Regions from separate parts of the Mus musculus genome. Here region 1 is linked to region 2. A link is a contact called in public promoter capture Hi-C data. All regions are on one chromosome and are shown on one strand. The core of a region is the stretch at or near the end of the contact, and the rest is flanking DNA. Distances in the headings are between cores, read along the strand shown. Region 1 holds the start of Atp6v1b1 (ATPase, H+ transporting, lysosomal V1 subunit B1). Region 2 holds the start of Clec4f (C-type lectin domain family 4, member f).

Region 1 (5,121 bases), core at 609-3,108, 87 kb before region 2:
GAGGAAACTGGCAAGAGTCTGCTCTAGCTTGAGCCCTCCCACCTGGAGGAGAAAGTGGTGGGCGAGGTGAGGCTGCACAAAGGTTGTACTGGGAGATCCTTGCAGATCCCTGTAGAGCCACATTCCAGAAGGAAAGCTGAGCCTGGAGGTCTAGACTCCCGCCCCACCCAACCTGGCAGCTCTCCTGTGCCCGCAGGTGGGAGAGCCTGTGGGGCAGAGGATCGAACAGCCTCAAACCTGGGCACAATGGTGCCCTTTCTCCTCTGATTTCTGGGCTCTCATGACCCAAGCTTTTGCATAGGAGGCAACCTCTGGCCTCTGGGAGAAGCCTGGCCTGCCCCCTTGCACCTTTCTCCATAATTGGTGCACAAGGCGTCTGTATCAGCCTCAGACACACTCCCAGCACCCAGGGCTGTGCTCCCCGAAGGCTGAAAGGTGATCCGATTGCTCTGAGCTCAGCCGTGGGGTACCCTGTATATACACTGCACCTACTCCGTTGGGTTGGGTGGCCCTGGAGTCAGAAGAAGGAGTGGCCTTGTCTAGCTCCATCTCCCCACTCCACCCCCACACACCCTGTTTAGGAGCCTCAGGCTCTGTTCAGCTGGGGCCACTCAGGCTGGTTTACTCCAGAGAGCTGGGCTGCCTGAGACTACCAGGCCAGGGAGAGTGACCTTGGACAAGAACATGAGGGGTGGCTTTGGCCCTGTGGGACTTTCCAGGTTTTCTATGCATAACACTGGTGTGGCTCACCCCTCCAGATCAGGCACAGTTGCCTCCTGACCAGATGAGAGAGGCACACCATGTGTGAACCAATACATGGTCTTAACCCAACAGTATACATACATTGCTGCAGTTACACTTCATGTATGCATGAATCCACTTGAACATACATGTACATTATATTCAGGCACCCGTACCCGCACCTGTGCCTGTGCCCACACACATACACACGCATGCCCACACACATGCACACACCTCACCTCCACCCTGTGCATACAAGCATGCACACACATGCCATTGCACATTTTGTGCCCCGCCCAGTAGAGACTGCCTTTCTTGTACATGTTTCTATGGATAGATTCTCCCCACTAGAAGGTGATTCAGGCATCCATTGGCACAACACACTGGATACTGAATTCCTCAAGCCAAGTGCCCACTGACTATACTGCTATACACATTACTATACAGATCCATTTGCTCATCCACACATGCTCCCCTGTATTCTTCTTCCCTCCCTTCCTCCCTCCTCCCCGTCCCTCCTCCTCTCTCCCTCCCTCCATCCCTACTTCGCTCCCTCCCTTCTTCCCTCCCACTGTCTCTGTCTTAGTCTCAATCTCAAGCTGTCTATCTTTGTCTGTGCCTGCCTGCCTGCCTGCCTGTCTGTCTGTCTCACTTTCACTCTCCCTCTCTCTTTGGACTTTGGACGATAGGATCCTGATGATAATAGTTGTTACTCAACCCTCTCCTCTGGGTCAGCTTGAATGGGGACCTCAATCCCGCCTGCCACCCGCAGAGGTGACCCATGTGCAGGCTTTACATAGAGGTGATACTACACAGTTCTTCTGGACTCAGAGGCCCTGATCTCCTCCCTAGGTCTTGGCCCTCTTTCTCTGAGGCAAAAAGCACCGATCCAGCAGCCCACTCCCCTCACCAGCTGGACATGAATACTCACTGACTCGGGGGTGGGTGATGTAGTTTCGGGTCACAGCCTGCACATGCTCTTGGGCTGTGCCTGGGTCACAGCTATTGCCAGTGAATCCCGAGGACCTGCTGTCTACTGTTGTGGCCATGGCGTGTGGAGAGCTGGGAGCTAGTGCCTGAGAAGCCTGGTGGTAGCTCTAAGACTTCAGTTTTATCTGGAGCTGGAGCGGGCTGCTCAGCCTGTGCCAGCAGCCACCCCTCCCCTTCCTTATGTTTCTGCTTCCCTCCCCTCCTCTGCCAGGTTGACTGTAAACAGGGAAGCTGGTATGCGCCAGCTCCCAAGGTTTCTCAGGCATGGGCTGAGCAGAGCCTGTAGTGGCTGCCCCCACTCAGTCCTGAAAGCTTGCAATGAAGGACGGAGCAAGGTGCATAGCACCTCTTCTAACCTCTGTGCCCAGAGGTCCCTCAGTGCAGTTTCCATAGTGAGTGTGGCTTCAGTTTTTCCTTTTTTTTTTTAAAAAAAAAAAAAACAGGTCCCTATCTCCCACTGTATGACTCCTTGGTCTCCTCATGCCCTGTACCTGGCAGGTTATCTTCTCAACCTGCCCCCTTTGTCCTGAACCATACCCGGGTACCCTTCCCTCTCCAATTCCATCATTTTGTCATCTTTGAGGGTCATCTCCTGGCCAGCTTCAGGCCACCTCCTGCAGGAAGCTACCATGTTCCTTGAGTCAGTCTGCGCTGTCTTCCCCACCACTCTCCAGCACTGGTCCATCTCATGTCTCTGCTCCCTCTCTCATGCTTCTCATTCTGTCAAAGAACTCTTCTGTTGGAGATTGTGTGTGGCTATAAAGGAGCAGTCTCCTGTTTGCTTCCATGAGTCTGCATAGCTGAAGAAATGATGTAAGTGTGTGCCTGTGGTCCCAGTGTTACTTTTCTGTGTGAAATTATGCTAGATATTTAAAATGCTACCATTGTGGGTAATTACATGTGATGACTAACTTTGGCTGCCAAATTGACAGGAATTAGAATCATGTAGAAAGTATAGCCAGTCCCCTGACCCCAACTACTGCTACCACCACCACTATGCCTTCCTACCATACTGACTGCTTGCCTTTTGTCTAGGCTCCACCCCACAGTTACCTGGCAACAGCCAGATGTGCCTGACTCAGTATAAAAGAGGCTGCTTGCCCCCTCCTCTCTCTTTTACTCTCTTGCTCCTGTTCTGTCTCCTTGCTTCTGCTTCTCCTCTCTCCCCACTCCCCTCCCCCCCTCTCTCTACATTCTCATGGCTGGCTTCTACTCCTCTACTCTCTCTCTCTGCCATTAGCAGTCTCTACTACTCTCTCAACTCCCCTCCCCATGCCCTGAATAAACTCTATTCTATATATGGCTGGTCCCTCAAGGAGAGGAATGAACTAACATGGGCCAGCAGAGGCACCTCTTTCTTTGACACCTGACTATACATTCACCAAACATATTCCTCTCTCTCCCTATATTTTTATAAAACACAACATTGATTGCAATCTCAAAACATGAACCAAAATAAACTTTTCCTTCATTAAGTTTTTTTTTTCTACTAGATACTTTGTCATAGCAATGAAGAAGTAAGTAATACGGAAAACTGGTACCAGGAGTGGAGTTGTTACTATAAACCTGACCATGTGGTTTTTAAGCCTCTGCAAATGGTTTGTGAGAAGAATGTGAAAGCGTTTTTCAGCCCCAGAATGGTGTAAGAGGAGCTTAATGAGCCATTCTGGTGAAGACTGAGAGAGATATGTGGACAGTGGGAGCCCAGCACATGACGTTTCAGAAGGGAACAAGAACTTTATGAAGAAATGGACTAGCAGTTATTCAGATTATATTCTGGAAAAGAATCTGAGTTTATTCTGCCCATGTCCTGAGAATTTGAATGGTGCTGAATTCAGTCATAATGGACTAATCTGTTTGGCAGAGGGAATTTCATGGCAGGTGTGTGGTCTGAATGAGAATGTCCCCCATAGGCTAATATGTTTGAATACTAGGTTCTTAGTTGGTGGAACTGTTTGGGAAGGACTAGAAGGAGTCATGGCACTTGGGGTGGGCTTTGAGGTTTCAGAAGATTTGCGTCATTTCCAGTGTTCTGTCTCTGCTTCTTTCTGTTTGTGGATCTGGACTTGAGCTTCCAGCTGCTGCTCCAGCACCATGCCTGCCTGCCTGCCTGCCTGCCTGCTGCTGTGCACCCCACCACGATGGCCATAGACTCTAACTCTCTGCAACTATGGGCCCCAAACAGCTCTTCTATGCATTGCCTTGGCTGTGGTGACTTATCACTGCAATAGAAAAGTCATTAAAACATCAGGACAGCATCCAGGCTGTAGCATGGCTCCTGCTCGGCGCTCTTCTGCAGGTCTACAGTGAAGGATAGCAGCATGCAGAGCAAAGATTTGACTGATGCAGTTTCTCAAAAAAAGAGAGTGAGTTTAGAGTTACAGACAAAGCAGGGTAAAAAAAAAAAGCAGCTGTCACTGTGAGAGAGGTTGGAACCATTAAAGAGAACCGTGATACTCTGTTCTGGGACAATAGGAAATGGGCTCTGAAGGCAAACCCACCCATCAGATGCTCCAACTTGTGAAAATTCAAATTCAGTTGACAGGAGAGAGCCTGCACTGAGGAACCCCTAAGTGTTTTCTGATCTCATTGCTGGAGAGCACCGAACCTACTCTAGCTGTGGTAGAAGGGACCAGATCACATCTCAGGCTGATAGCAGAACTTAGCAGCTGCATCCACACATTGCTGGTTTTACAGGCATAAAATGTAGGAGTTACATGTTCATGGAGGCTTGCACAAGGTTCGAGAAAGCTGTTAAGGCCAGGTCATGTGTGGCAGGGTTGAATCCCCTGCAAGGAGGCCTTGAGAAGCCATTGCATGGAACTCTGAGGGTAGTGGAGATGATAGGGCCATCAATGTCTGTTGGAGGAAAGCTGCAGGCACAGCGAGCTTACATGTGTTGTGAGTGGCAGAGCTAAGGGACAGAGCTACTCAAGCCCATTGACACCTTCATATTTCTGTCTGGATTCTTGGTCCCAGGTTCCAGAGCTACAAGATTTGTATTTACCCTGCTGGGCTCTGGTCTTACTTTGGCCCAGTCTTTTCTTGTTATGTGGTGGCTTGAATAGTTTGGCCCCCACAGATTCACGTGTTTCAGTGCTTGGCCCATGGGGAGTGGCACTATTAGGAGGTGTGGCTTTATTGAAGTAGGTGTGGCCTTGTTGGAGGAAGTGTGTCACTGTGTAGATGGGCTTTGAGGTCTCATATGCTCAAGCTCTGCCCATTGTGGAATCAGAGCCTCCTTCGGGCTGCCTGTGGAAGGCAATCAATCCTTCTGCTGCCTACAGATCAGGATATAGAACTCCTTCTCCATCCAGTACCATGTCTGCCTGCACACTGCCATATGTCAAGCCGTGATGATAATGGACTGAACCTCTGAAACTGTAAGCC
Region 2 (4,938 bases), core at 1,982-4,481:
AGAAGGGGTGCCTTTCCCTTACACAGAAGGCCAGCATCAATAGACAGGAGATCGAAGGTCAACAGCCAGTGGCTTTAGGACTATCCTGTGTGTTCTGCTCTTCCCTGCATACTTACACCCCCCCCCACACACACAAACACGCAAAGAGTTGAATGAAGGCCATCTATTCCCTCTCTACCCATCAGATCCACCTCCACAGGCATCTTTTCTATTGAGTGGACAGCAGCGCCATTAAACAGACTCCTCCTTGCCCAACAGGACCTCTGCTGCCCCTGTCACAGTGGCTTCTCGGACACTGGACTTGCAGGGTTCTCAGTCAGTGCCCCTGGGCCTATTGGGGGGATGGCTCCAGGATTTGGGGAAAAGAAATGGCAATGAGATATAGGAACTAAGTATGAAAACAAGAAGCATCACCTGGCCTGCCTGGGATGAGGCATCTGTGAGTTTGTAATTGACAACTGAGAGTGGCTGTCATGGGGGCCAGTTACTTAGCTCCACTCCTGGCTCCCCCCAGGGATGGGAATACCACCCTGAAGAATGTCATATACTGCCCCTAGGAAGCTTTACTCCCCTTCTCATCCTATGTCCAATGAGCAGCTAGAAGCCCCCAAGTGGTATTTGTTTTCATTTCCTTGCTTTGGGTTTTGAGACAGGGTTTCACTCTGTAGCCCAGGTTAGCTTCAAGTTCACTATTGTAGCTCAGGTTAGCCTCAAGCTCACTATATAGTCCAGATGGGTCTCAAGCTTGGTGATCTTGCCTCAGCCTCCTGAATGCTGGAATTACAGGTGTGTTACTGTGTGTCTTAGTTACTATTCACTTGCTATGATAAAACACCATGGCCAAGGCAGCTTTGAAAAGAAAACATTTTAATTGGGGCTGGCAGTTGCAGATAGCTCCATGGCCACCATGGTGAACAGCATAGCACCACGAAGGCAGGCAGGCAGGCAGGCGGGCATGATACTGGATCAGTACCCGAGAGCTTACATCTTGATCCACAAGCATAAGGCTAGGAGAGAGAGAGCTTACTAGAATGGCATGGGCTCCTGGGACCTCGAAGCCCACTGCTAGTGTCACACCTCTCCCAGGAAGGCCACACTTACTTCCTTTCTAAACAGTTTTACCAGCTGGAAACCAAACATTCAAATATGTGAGTCTATGGGGGCCGTTCTCATTCAAACCACCACACAATGCCAGGCCCAAAGCAGTGTTTGTTCTCTTGGAAGAATGTTATAGGTCTCATCCAGAAGAAGTACTTTGGACCCAGTCTTCTCGATTTCTTTAAAATTAGTTCTGAGAACCTGGAGATATCACCTGAATGGCTATAATTGCTGATGATGAAGTCTTTATGGGAGGTTCTCAACCTGTGCATCCCGACCCCTATGGCAAGCCTCTATCTCCAAAAGTATCTATATTGTGATCCATGACAATAGCAAAATTACAGTTATGAAGTAGCAACAATAGTTTTATGGCTGGGGTCACCACCACCTGAGGACCTGCATTAAAGGGTCGCGCACAGCACTGGGAAGGCTGAGAACCATTGGCTTAGATGAAGGTGGACTCTGATTTGTATTCCCTGACTGCTCTCCTGACACCAAGCTGGGTTCCCCTGACATCCTTTCTGTCAAACAGCAGCTGTGCACCCATCATTTGATCGTTCTGATGCTAACTCCCAGATAGCAGAGACCTCACAGTCTGAGAGTTCTGAGAGTCTCTTACAAGACTGTCCCCACTTCAGAGATCTGTGACTAGTAGGTTGCCAAGCAACCCATTCTTCTGTCTGTCTTACAGCCAATGCCATGACATTCAGCTTTGATGGTTCCCTAGAACAAACCATCGAACTACATGCAAACACTGGGTAGACTATTCAGAGTTTGTTGGAAGGGATAGCCTGAGCCAATGGAAAGATATAAAGCAAGGTTTAGCAGCTCCTGAGCACCATACTTCTGTGTCTCAGGAGTCAGGGTGAGATTGAGCCTTCTGTATTTTCTTGCTCAAGTTTGTTGTTTGAGAGAGACAGGGTCAGCTGAGTATGACGTTGAACTTCTGATCTTTTCCTGTCTCTGTCTCCTGAGTTGTATAGTCACGGGCATGTACCCCATATCTTGTTTAAAGACTGCCTGGGATGGAAGCCAGGGCCTTATGTGTGTAAGACAAGTGATTTACCAACTGAGCTACAGCTCAAACCCTACCTTGCTTAGGATTCTTGTGACTTCCTGTGAAGTCCTTCTCACAGGGATGTCTGAGAGTAGGGGAGGGGGGGGTGGAGGTTTCTAATCAATGTGGCCTTTCTGGAACTGGTGGCCATCCCAGAAAGGACCTGAGTCATCTCACCAAAAGAACCCAGGTGTGCTCAGAGGGAATTCATTATGATAACCAAGGATTATCGTCACTCAGGAGTTAGGCTTGCAGGAACTTTGACCTAGGACACAGCCAACAATCACATATAAAGTCTGTCAGGGCCTTTCTGGTGACCTGTCTGTAAAGTTCTGAGGTTTGGACTGGCCAGGCTCCCGGTCTTTGCCTCCCCCTACAAATTCTCCCACCTCGTGCACTGTTTTTGTTTGTTTGGTTTTTGAGACAGGGTCTCACTATGTGGCTCTGACTGGCCTAGAACTCACTATGTACACCAGCTTGGCCTCAAACTCAGAGAGATCAACCTGCCTCTGCCTCCCAGGTGCTGGGATTAAAGCTGTGTGCTACCTCAAGCCTGATGAAAATCAGAGGCCAGTGCTGGGCATCTTCCCTTATCTCTTCCCACCTTTATTAAAAAAGAGCTAATTGATTCAGTGAGGCAGCCTGGCTAGAAAGCTGTAAGGATCTTCCTACCTCCACCTCCCAACACTGTGACTACAGGCACATGCTGCTGTGCCCAGTTTTTGATGTGGGTGGTGCTGGGGAGCCAAACTCTGGTCTTCATGCTTAGCGCTTCATGCTTCAAGCGCTTCACTGTCTGAGCCATCTCCTCAGCCTCTCAAGAATGTTTCCCCTGTAAAGTTGACAGTCCCCTTCTTAGGGGCAGATTGCAGACCCTGCTGAAGGGGGTTGGGTGGTGTGTGGCTCTGAGGCAGAGGCTGGCATGGAGCCAGGGGCAGAGGGGGAAAGGGCTGTTGGGCTCTTGGCCTCTGTAACTCCAAGAGGAGGAGGGGCCAGTGGTAACATTGGATTTCTGCAGAGTCAGAGGGAGGAGGCAGGTTTGGGAAGTTGTCCTGACCTCAGGAGAACATAGATCAGGCTCCCACTGTGTTTCAGGCTCTCACTACTGTGGGCTTGCAGGACAGGCTTTAGGAACCAGTGGCAAGAACGGTGCAGGAGGATGAAGGAGGCCGAGCTGAACAGAGATATGGCTAGATATTGCACAGACAACCAGTGTGTCTCCCTACAGCCCCAAGGTAAGAATATTTAGGTAAGAATATTGCCTATACCCTGCCCTCTGAGCCCATCTTTGCCAGCCCAGAGATTTGTATCATCCCTGCCTTGGTTCCATAGTAAATAGATGGGTCAGAATAAACAGGTCGGCAGAGGACCAGAACTCTGAGCACCCCAGGCTCTATATGAAACCTCCAAGAGCCCCTCCACTGGGTACAGTAACCCGATGTCAGGAAAAATGTGCACTTGGAGTTCAGATGGGCCTGGTTTTGAACCCCGGCTTTGCCCTCCACCTAGCCCGTGCACCCTCTGGAGCTGGTGCTCTCCGAGATCATTAGTGGGTGCATCCCTGGCTAGTAACCAATTTCCCAGAAGGCCCTAGACATGCGTCCAGGGCAACATGTCAAGCTCTGTGGAAGGCTCCAGGGATGAAACCATCCACCCCAGGGACACTAATGCTTGATGTGGTCAGGCTTGTTAACAGAATGGGGACCTGTGGTCTGGACCCCTGCTATGTACCTTCTTTCCACCTGCTTTCAGCCTTCACTTTCTTCTTTCTTTATGATCGCACCCACAGCAACGCTTTCTCTGGGACGGGTTTCATGTCTAGGACACCACTGCAGCCTCTGTGGGTTGTGAGCCCCATACCTTTGGCTGTTACCTGTCCTGAGAGAATGCTTTCTTTCCCTGTGAGAAGCATGGCAGTTGTTCTCATCTCTAACGGACAAGTCAGGGGACTGTGTCAAGACCGACAGTCCTGGCTCTCCCTGCACTCTTACCCTGAGTCTTGGCTTCTCCCCTGCAGGACTGGGGCCTAAGTCAGCTGCTCTCATGGCTCCCAGGACCCTGCGGCACGTCCAGGTCATTCTGGCATTAATGGTGGTGACTGTGATCTTTTCTCTCCTTGCTCTTTTTGTGGTGGGTAAGTTCTCGGGTGACTTTAGCCACAACTCACTCTCCCTCTGTGCAAAGGTCCCAAGAGACCCAGATGGCAGTCTTCTGGACATTTCTGCTCTCTGAAGTAACATTTTGCCACCAACCTAGGCCCAGACCTGGAGTCAACAGAGCCCACTGGGCTGTGAGATGGCTCTCGAGAATGGAGGCTTCTGGGAAGGGGGGCAGGCTTGATGCTCCTCTCTTTCTGGAACCCAGCTTGTGTGGGAAGTCTATTATGTCAGGGCTATGGATTGAGCTGACCCAGGAATGGCATTCTCAGCTTCACAGCCTTGGAGACCTGAGTGGAATAAAGAGCCTCCCTCCCTCCTGCTTCGGGGAAGCAACAACTCTGGACACGACAGTGAGTAGTTCCAGTGAGGACGCGCCTCAGGGAGCTGGCTGTGGGGTGTGGGGCACAGACTCTGCTGCAGCTTCTCTTCCAGCTCCTGTTCCCACGCCGAGCTTCAGCTCCCACCTTCCTCCTAAAACATATTGTAAACTTATTTTTTGATACAGGATCTCATACAATCCAGGTTGGTTTCAAACTAAAAAGCCAAGAATCACCTTAAATGTCTGACCCTTCCTGCCTCCGTTTCTATAATGCTAGGTGTGTGGCACCATGCCCAGGTAATGTG

The links. Capture Hi-C pulls out chosen DNA fragments and counts their contacts.
Region 1: a promoter capture Hi-C map of liver shows a contact between it and region 2. The contact joins the promoter of Atp6v1b1 here to the promoter of Clec4f in region 2. A contact is called at or near these places in 6 of 39 promoter capture datasets (the 3T3-L1 cell line, embryonic stem cells, liver and 3 more), 1 of 15 datasets of contacts at CTCF or cohesin (the NIH/3T3 cell line), 1 of 115 datasets of contacts at active chromatin or transcription factors (embryonic stem cells) and 3 of 9 other capture datasets (adipose tissue, liver and pancreatic islet).

What each region holds. Positions count from the first base shown.
Region 1 is chr6:83,739,754-83,744,874 of GRCm38.p6, reverse strand. Atp6v1b1 (ATPase, H+ transporting, lysosomal V1 subunit B1) reads right to left here and starts at 1,858. Exons shown (of 14, transcript NM_134157.3): 1 at 1,673-1,858. The coding sequence starts at 1,790.
Region 2 is chr6:83,654,409-83,659,346 of GRCm38.p6, reverse strand. Clec4f (C-type lectin domain family 4, member f) reads left to right here and starts at 3,231. Exons shown (of 7, transcript NM_016751.3): 1 at 3,231-3,390; 2 at 4,173-4,289; 3 at 4,584-4,664. The coding sequence starts at 3,315.